Linked DNA regions of Ovis aries: region 2 is linked to region 1. A link is a contact called in public Hi-C data. All regions are on one chromosome and are shown on one strand. The core of a region is the stretch at or near the end of the contact, and the rest is flanking DNA. Distances in the headings are between cores, read along the strand shown. Region 1 overlaps RAD23B (RAD23 homolog B, nucleotide excision repair protein). Region 2 holds the start of LOC121818810.

What was found. A called contact is a pair of places that touch in the nucleus more often than the background predicts.
Region 2: a contact with region 1 is called in a Hi-C map of liver, with 2.4 times the contacts expected there. The contact joins the promoter of LOC121818810 here to the enhancer-like site in region 1. A contact is called at or near these places in 2 of 16 Hi-C or Micro-C datasets (liver and muscle).

What each region holds. Positions count from the first base shown.
Region 1 is chr2:15,805,801-15,810,590 of ARS-UI_Ramb_v3.0, reverse strand. It overlaps RAD23B (RAD23 homolog B, nucleotide excision repair protein), which reads left to right. Exons shown (of 11, transcript XM_060410812.1): 11 at 1-1,307. Among named protein-coding and RNA genes, the nearest start is that of RAD23B, 45 kb to the left of the region's middle. Within about 2 kb of position 2,235, at least 8 of the 54 cell types and tissues checked have an H3K27ac peak or open chromatin away from gene starts, as enhancers often do. A contact at or near this core is called in liver, where this site is marked.
Region 2 is chr2:15,851,483-15,856,098 of ARS-UI_Ramb_v3.0, reverse strand. It overlaps LOC121818810, which reads right to left and starts at 2,779. Exons shown (of 4, transcript XM_042244821.1): 1 at 2,726-2,779; 2 at 2,452-2,625; 3 at 2,041-2,348. The coding sequence starts at 2,779. It overlaps RAD23B (RAD23 homolog B, nucleotide excision repair protein), which reads left to right and starts at 2,423. Exons shown (of 11, transcript XM_060410812.1): 1 at 2,423-2,843.

The DNA.
Region 1 (4,790 bases), core at 986-3,485:
TAGGATTATTTTGCTTTTGAAAAGAGAAGGTGGACAGAACTACAATCCAGCATCTTTTATTGCATTGGAAAGACTGGCGAAATCTTTTGGAAGGGTTGGGAGATGCAGCTGGAATAGTACTTTGGAAAATATACAATCAAGATATCTCATGGCATATTAAAAGAAAAATCTTAATAGCAATGTTGGCTTTTATTTGGATTTTTTTCATCTCAGCTTTTTTCTTTGGAATCTCCTTTGTTGGCATTGTTATTTGATCATGAAGAGGGGGCAGGTGTGTCTACTTGTTTTTTTCAGCTCTTTTCCTGAATATTAAAAAGACTAAAGACTAAAGAAATAATTTTTTCTACCATCTTATACTGAGTTAAGAAGATGAATTTGCACAGATTTCATCCTACATAATCTCTTAATAATCCTTAGCACAGTTTGGTGATGACTTTTAAGCTTTTACATCATCCACTCATAACCTCTCTCTTATGAAAATAAAATTATGATTTTTTTCCCATGTTAATCATGTAGTTTAATCTTTCTGTGTTTATTCCATAAACACAACAAGACCTTTGGACTTTGTATTACCTGTATGTTTTATAATGGATTGTGCAAAAATGTCTCAGAATAAAATGAGGATTTGTAAATATGTTCATCTTTCAAAGTAGAGCAATGAGTTGGGAAGAGGGATGGCATTTCTGGTGAGATAACAGAGTATTCATTTATTTTCATGATATTTTATCTGCTATTTAATTGCTTAGAGCATAGTGAAAACTAGAAAAGGAGAGGAAAAAACAACCAGCAGCCACCTCTTCTTTTCTCTGGAAAGTGACATCAGGGGGTGATCGATCACATGGAGCTTTTGTCCTTGGACAGCAAAACTACAACTAGTGGGATTAATAATTACCAGAAGACAGTTCAGGCCAAGTTTGGGCCATTCTTTACAGTGCTCTGTTTATCTGCAGAAAGAATCAGCCATGACACCATGAAAGTAATAGGCTTTATGTGACCTTTTGCTGTTATCTTTTAATTTATAAACATTTTGGTGAATCTCTTAATCTAAGTGGCTCCATGACTTTGGAACTTTTGCATTGGAGGTATTCTGTCATCTGTTTCTTGAAATCTGTAGATTGTTTAGTTGCTCTGTGGAAGACCTGAAGAAGCTTAAGTTTATACTTGTTAAATTCTTACTGCCGTCTAGTCAAATATATTTTTACATTGTTTAAAAATACTGAAGTGTTCCACCATATGATTTTTTTTCTCCTGTACTCAATGGCTAGGATTCTAGAGAATTAATTATAAAATATTTTCAATATATCCAACATGGCATTTCTCATTTTTTAAAATGATTTTACTATATAGAATCTTAGATTGGAAATGGACAGTGCCCCGTCACTGATCCTTCTGTTTTCTTGGTTGGTGGTGAATTAGAGTGTGGAATGCCCAGCACTAGGTCGGTTTTATTGGGTCTCCTGTTTGTGTTCACAGTGAAAACATCAACACAGAGATGGGACACTTCCTAGAACGTATATATCAAAGTTTATGGGGGCTTTAGAGATTTCAGGGAGTTCTCCCTTTTCCAAACCTCTCTTCATTTCTCTTACATCAGCTAGCCTGAGATAGCTGCAAAGTATTCCAAAGCAAGCAGTTCCCAGGAGTCCTTCCTGACCACATCTGTGTTCTGCTGAACTGCCTGGCTGTGCAGCTCAGGTACAGTGTGTTCTTCCAGTTGACTTCCCACTGTCCATTTTGTTCCACTTTGTTCTAAGCCAGGGGCCAGCAAACTGCAGTCTCATGAGCCAGATCTGGCTCATTGCCTGTTCTATGAGCCACGAGCTAAGAATGGCCTTTACAGTTTTCAGTGTTTCGTTTACAAAAAGGTGAAAAGATTCAAATTCCAGTGCCCATAGTTTTCTTGGGACACAGCCATGCTCCTTTATTTACATATTATCTATAAGCAGCTACTTTTGTGCTAAAGAGGTTTGCTTTTGAATAGTTGCCACAAAGACTGGCCAGCAAAACCTAAATACCTTATGGCCCTTTACAGAAAGTTTTCCGTCCTTAGATTGCACTTAGGCCCATCATGTTACATGTTGACGCTTTTCCCCCCTTTTATTTGTCATTCTTGGCCTCTCGAGGTCTTAACTTCAGCTTGCTTTGCTTGTGACCACCATGGCGTCTTTCAGAGCTGTGCTATCACCCCCACGTACTCATTACCGAAGGGAGGAGCGCCTGGGTGTGCTAGTCTGGCATGTACGTGATGTCTAAAATTATTCTTCGCTATTGCTGTACTATTCGTTGTGCTTTAGTAAGATAACTAAAGCACCAAATGAATAAGTGAAAGTGCTATTCTCAGTGTGTCCAACCCTTTGCTACCCCATGGCCTGTAGCCCACTAGTTTCCTCTGACCATGGAATTCTCCAGGCAAGCATACTGGAGTGGGTAGCCATTCCCTTCTCCAAGGGAAATCTTCCCGACCCAGGGGGTCAATCCTGAGTCCCCTGCAATGCAGGCAGATTCTTTACCATCTGAGTCACCAGAGAAGTCCAAAATTCAGCATGAAGCGGTGTCAGAAGCACTTGGCATAGTGATGACTCAATCAGAACAGAAAAGTCGAATGAATGCATCTGGGAATCCTTGGGCCCTGGGATCAGACTTGGGTCGGTAAGAGGCAGGATCTTAACCACAGCTGGAAGAGTGAGTGGAGCCCTGGAGGGAGAGAGCAGTTGAACCTGAACTGTGTGGGTGGTTGGGGGGTAACGGTGACAGGGAGGTAGGGAGCAAAGCTTGGACTCGCTAGGGAAGAGAGTGCTGTGCACTGACGTTTGGGGAGCTGCAGCAAGTGGTGACCAACTGGTTATAAAAGATCTTCCCTATCATACAGTTAATATGACAAACGTGGTCCCTCGAGAAGGGTTTGCACTGTGAAGAGGAGGCTAGGAGCACCAAAGAAACATCACTGGTGATGAATTTGTTTCACATGTGCTGTGGATTCCACAGTGAATGGAAACGTGATGATCTTTGCCATTGAGCTCAGTTTGCACAGAGACTGGATACTAATGGATCCTTTAACGGGTACCGCGTAGCTGGAGCACAGACCTCTGCCTCCTGTCTCACGCAAACTTATTTTCTGTTCTTGTTGCGCTATTAGGTTTTCATCCTCTCTTCTCACCTGGCTCAGGATGAGTTACAAATGTTTGTAGATAGTGTTCCTCTCCAGACCATGAGGTGGTCTGCAGGTACCTGGCGAGGTTGGCCTCCCAAGGAGCCACGCCAATTTTCTCCAGTGTTTCTGTGACGAGAGCTGAGCACTTCCACACTTACACCGGCTCCAGATGGGCTTCCTGCCAGTGGCCTTTCACACCTAAAGCCTGCGTCTGCCAGGACTGCTAGTTGGACTGCAACCTTAAGTCTCAAAGGATATTCGATGTGGATCCTGAGTTTTGTTACTGACATCTTCCATCTCTATGACAAAGTCCAAATTTGTCTCAGAATTCTTTCTTAGACTGTATGGCAGTAAATCACAGAAATCAGCTGGGTTTTATTTGCCAACAATAGATTAGAAGAACACAATAAGTTACCTCAAAATTGGTTAAAAATTGGATGAGAATGAAAGAACTTGGGTGTGGCAAGGGATGCTTTTATGAACCCTGAAGTGATTTTTTGTTTTTCTTGGCAGCTTTTTCACATTTCAGTCCTATTGATGGTGGCATTTTGTGTGGTTTCCTTTGTTTTTGTTTTCAAATTTCTTTTTGGTCAATAAGTTTGCTTCTGCTTGTTTGATAATCATTTAAGGTAATATTTATCTCCACTTTAAAATAATTTGGTTATTTGGTTATTTGGTAAAATTTTGGGGTTATAAATTTTATGCTATGTTTGCATTTTTGCAAAGAACCTTTAAGTTTTTCATCCTTACACAATTTCAGACTTAGAGAAAATTGTGGGAACAGCACAAAAAGCTCCCAATTAAACCCACCCACTACTTCCCCAAACCCACTTATGTGTTGCAGTTGTCCTAGTGATGTCTGCCATAGCAGAAGGCCTCAGTCGAGAAGAACACATGCGTTTAGTTGGTTTCCAGTCTATACTGTTTCACAGGCCTCCCTTGATGTTTGGGAGCCTAACTTTTTTCTTTTTTTTTTGAGATTACAAGGTGCTTGTCTTATGCAATGTCCCTCAATTTATGTTTGGTGTTTCCTCAGGACTAGACTCAAATTATGCATTTTTGGAAAAAGTACTGCTGTGCCCTTTCCAAATGATGTGGTTTCTTCATCTTTTATGAATTAGCACTCACCTGTATTCTGGCATTCTCTGTCCCTCCTTTGTAATCTTCCTTCCTGTATGGACTCTATTCCTGTTTTATTCACTAGTATATGCTGCTGCCAAGTCACTTCAGTCGTGTCCAACTCCGTGCGACCCCATAGACGGCACCCCACCAGGCTCCCCCGTCCCTGGGATTCTCCATGCAAGAACACTGGAGTGGGTTGCCATTTCCTTCTCTAATGCATGAAAGCGAAAAGTGAAAGTGAAGTCGCTCAGTCGTGTCCGACTCTGCGACCTCATGAACTGTAGCATATAATCCATCATTATATTGATGCTCAAATTATCCTGTTTTTTTCTAAGATTTATTTTTTTGGACGTAGACCATTTTTTAAGTCTTTTAATTTGTTACAATATTGTTGGTTTTATGTTTTGGTGTTTTGGGCCATGAGGCATGTGGGGGCTTAGCTCCCCGACCAGGGATGGAACCCCCACCGCCTGCACTGAAAAGTGAATCTCAGCCGCTGGACTGCAAGGGCAGTCAC
Region 2 (4,616 bases), core at 1,530-4,029, 45 kb before region 1:
TGGGTAGATGGCGGTGCCACAAACTATGATCGGGGGAAACTGGGAGAACAGGATTCAGGGGGAAGAGAGGCCCAGAAGGGGTCAATGGTTCTGTTTGGCCATGTTAAGTCTCAGAGGCTAATTATATTTCAAGTCAAGATACTGTGTTGGGACTTCTCTGGTGGTCCAGTGGTTAAGAAACTGCCTTGCAAATGAGGGGGCGAGTTCCATCTCTGATCTGGGAAACTTATATCCCACATGCTATAGGGCAACTAAGCCTGTGCACTGCAACCAAAGATCCATGTGCCGCAGCTAAGAACCAGCACAGCTAAATACACAAATATTTTTTAAAAAGATACTCCGCAGGCAATCAGCTAACGATAGCTAAGGGGCAAAGTCCAGGAGAGAGGTATTTCAAAACAAGAGATAAGATGAGATCACCCTCTGACTAACAATAGATATAGGGAAAGACAGAGGGTGGAGGGTTAGATGCTGAATTACAATACAGGGAGATGTGTGGTCTGAACAGGACTACAGGTTAGTGGAGAGGGAGGTTGGTCACTCAAAGTTCCATGGAAGAATTAGACTTGAGCTCCTAGAATCCACAGAAAACCAAGCAGTGACATTTTATCAGTGAGGACGCTGGTACAGTGGGGGTAATTTGCAATTAGTTATACAGCTAGTGACCTAACTGTATCTTGGCATTTGAATTACTTTAAGTTAAATGTGCAGCCGAACCCAAGGCTCCTGCATTGTCGGCGGATTCTTTACCAGCTGAGCCAGAAGGAAAGTCCAAGAATAATGGAGTGGGTAGCCTATCCCTTCTCCAGGGGATCTTCCCGACCCAGGAATCGAACCTTGGTCTCCCGCATTGCAGGCGGATTCTTTACCGTCTGAGCTATCAGGGAAGCCCCTAAATGTGCAGTAAGGTACGTAATTAAGAGAGATGAATGCCACGCACCTAGAAGCATGGACTTTGGAGTCATTCTGCTTGGATTCAGATTCTGGACCTGCAGGAGGGTGACTCCAGGTACCTTACTCATCATCTCTTTACTTCAGTTTTCTTATCTGAAATGGGCATACTACAAATAGCTATCTACTTATGGGCTGCTAACTCTGTGCGTTCCTGGTACAAAGGTTTTACATACATTATTCAACACTCCCCTCCAATAATCAATGAAATTGAGTGCTATTACTATTCCCATTTTACTGATGAGAAACCGAGCGCACATTCATGGATTCCAAAAATATTTACTGTGCCTGCATTACACGCCAGGCATGTTTCTTCGTGCTAGGGGTGCATCACCCAACACAAAATCTCTGTGCAGCTTGCCTGTGATTTACTGAAGGGAGAAAGATGATAAACCCAATAAATATGTATTAATGGGACGACAGAGGATGAGATGGTTGGATGGCATCACCGACCCGATAGACTTGAGTTTGAGTAAGCTCCGGGAGTTGGTGATGGACAGGGAAGCCTGGCGTGCTGCAGTCCATGGGGTCGCAGAGAGTCGGACACGACTGAGCGACTGAACTGAAGTGCTATAGAAAACACAGCAGGGTAAGGGAACTAGGGAAGTTGCTGTTTTAAGTCGGGTATCCAGAGTCGATCTCCCTGAGAAGGCGACATCCGAGCAAAGATTGGAAGGAAGTGAGAAGTCGAGCCACCCAGGTATAGAGGAAAAGTGGACTCGAAGCGGAAACAGCAAGGGTGAAGGTAGACTCTCAGGTTGAGAGCATTTGCTGAACATCCACCAACAACGTCTAGTGCAAGCCGAGAGAATAAGATGTAAGAGGTAGGGGCTGTGTACCCAGCTCTAGGAACTTTGACTTTTACTCATGAGATGAGGTGCCATTGGACAGATCTGCCTGGGGAAGTGATATAACTTGATCTTATATTTAGGCGCAAGGTCCACTAACATCGTCTAGCGCTTAAGTCAGTGTTCTCAGGGTAAATGAATCCCAGCACAAGGCTTCAGCCACACAGCAAGCGCCCTGCAAGCGCTGGCCCTCTACGCTGGTTGCCCGCAACCCTTTCACTTAAACCTCGCCCCGACCTACCGCCCTCTAGTTCCCCAGTTCCAAGGCTCGCCAGCCACTCTGTCCTGTCTCCACGTAGCGCTTCCCCGGCTACGGATTGCGCAACTCAGGCAACCGGGCGGAGTCTGCACGTAGGCGGAGCGACAGCGGGCGGGAGAAGGCCCCAGAAACAGACGCGACGAGGAAGCCCGGAGCGCCCCCACGAGACGCCCACTGACTGCGCCTGCGCACGCGCCATCCCGGCGGCCGACATTCCAGAGCGGCAATCCGCCCCGCCCCAATTCCGGGGCGGAGTTCTTGCCTGCGCCTGCGCACAGCCTCGCCGCACCCTACGCCTGCGCGCTCCGCCGTCCCGGCCCCATCCCCCCCAGGTTTTTAGGGTGGTGGGGGGAGGGCGCGTCTCGGCGAGTCACGATGATGGCGGCCACCAGCCTGTGGTGAGCTAGCGGATTCTCTGCTGCTCTCGCAGAGCCCCTCGCGCTTCTTACAGACCCAGTGGCTGGTAACCGGGCGCGTGAGGAAGCACGGCGGCCCGAGCTCGCGAGGAAGGCCGCAGTCGCGGAGGCAGCGGCGCGGCCGGGAGCCAGGGCTGGGGGAGAGGCCGCTCTGCAGGGCGAATGTGACAAGCCCCCACCCCCACCGCCTTCCTCCCGAGTGCGCGAGGAGCGCGGGCGACCCCGGGGCCCCGCCAGGCCACAGACCCCGCCCAGCGGCCAGCACCCGGAGCAGGCCCGGCAGCCGAGCTGCGCGACGGCACCATGCTGGTCACCCTGAAGACCCTCCAGCAGCAGACCTTCAAGATCGACATCGACCCCGACGAGACGGTGAGTGCGGCGGGGCGCGCTGGGCCCGGCACGGAGCGGGGGCGGTCCGCGCGAGGGGCCGGGAGGGCCTGGGCTGGGGGTGGCGCGGCGGGACCGCGTGCGGGGCCCCGACCTCAGCTTCGAGCGCAGCCTGAGCGGGTAGAGCCGCGGTGCACCCGAGAGGGCATGGCGAGCGGGGGGTCTAGGGACCCGGGCGCTTATGAGGCCTGCGGGTTCCAGGCGCGGGTAGGGCCAGGGACCCGGCAGCGTGCGGCCCACTGGACCTTCAGGGTGGGCTGTGGGCTTTGTGGCAGGAGTGCGGGGAAGCAGTGGTCGGACACCGAAGCCCGAGTGGCATATGGCGTGAAGCACGCGTTAGCGGGGCACCGGAGGCCTCGGCCTGGGCGCTCTCGGTGGAGGGGCCAGAGGGGGAGGGGAGGTCAGGGTGGCCTGGGCGGTCGAGCTGCGCTCCGGGGTGTGGGTGCACAGGTTAGGGAGGGAGAGGTAGGCGTCGCCACTATCCCTGCGTGGACCTGGTTAGGCGCTGAGGTCTTGGAGGTGGTAACTGGAGATAATGAGCCTTAAATAAAATGGTATCAGGTTCCGTCAGCCGCAGAGTGTGAGTGCGAGGGGTGGTGAAAATGCCTTTTTTGCCCTCTTCCCCGCAGAATTGGTGACCATTTTATTTGCATAAATCTTGAATCGTTTCGCAGCAGTTCTCCCGCCACCCAGCCCACACCCATACGTAGATTGCACTTCGAGGCCTTTTTGGTGGTGAAGGTTGTTGCATTAGAGCCCTTCCAATAAATCCAGGCGCAAACTTAACTCCAGATTAGCAAGTTCCCTGTGTTAGAAGCCTTGAAATTGTAGGATCGGAAGTCTGCACCCAACCCCCAAATAATAGCCTTTCAGAGGAGAAATAAAGAAAATAAAAACTCTGACTCTCTTCTGTAAACTCTTGAACGACTCTTAACTTCACCTGTTAAATTCTCATGTCATCCTCTGTATTTGTGACTGCAAAAAGCCACTGTGTTGAAATCAGTACAACTTTATGCCAAGATCTAAAAATTGCCATTCAGTGTAAACTTACTTCTTGTGTTCTGGAAGTGTGAGTCTGTACACCTTTGAGGTTGTCACAGTGCTGTATTTACAGTAGCAACTTTCTGCCCGTCTGTATTTTTCAAAATAATTGATTCAGTTTTGGTGGATGTCGGGGATCTTCAGTTCAGTCGCTTAGTCGTTTCCTACTCTTTGCGACCCTGTGGACCGCAGCATGCCAGGCCTCCCTGTCCAGAGCTTACTTATTTAAACTCATGTCCGTTGAGTCGGTGATGCCATCCAACCATCTCATCCTCTGTTTTCCCCTTCTCCTCCTGCCTTCAATCTTTCCCAGCATCAGGGTCTTTTCCAGTGAGTCATTTCTTCACTTCAGGTGGCCAAGCATTGGAGTTTGAGCTTCAGCATCAGTCCATCCACTGATATTCAGGACTGATTTCCTTTAGGATGGACTGGTTGGATCTCCTTGCAGTCCAAGGGACTCTAAAGAATCTTCTCCAACACCACACTTCAAAAGCATCAATTCTTCTGGGCTCAGCTTTCTTTATAGTCCAACTCTCACATCCATACAGGACTACTTGGTGTTGGTTAATTAAATAAACCTGAGCTCCCATTTTCGGCTCTAACTTAATTTGCTATGTACCTGTTTTACAAAGATGTGAAGATTAAATAGTATTTAATTGGTGGTCAGTAAATGGAATCCATTATTAATCAATGGGTACCTTTGAGTGAGGAAGT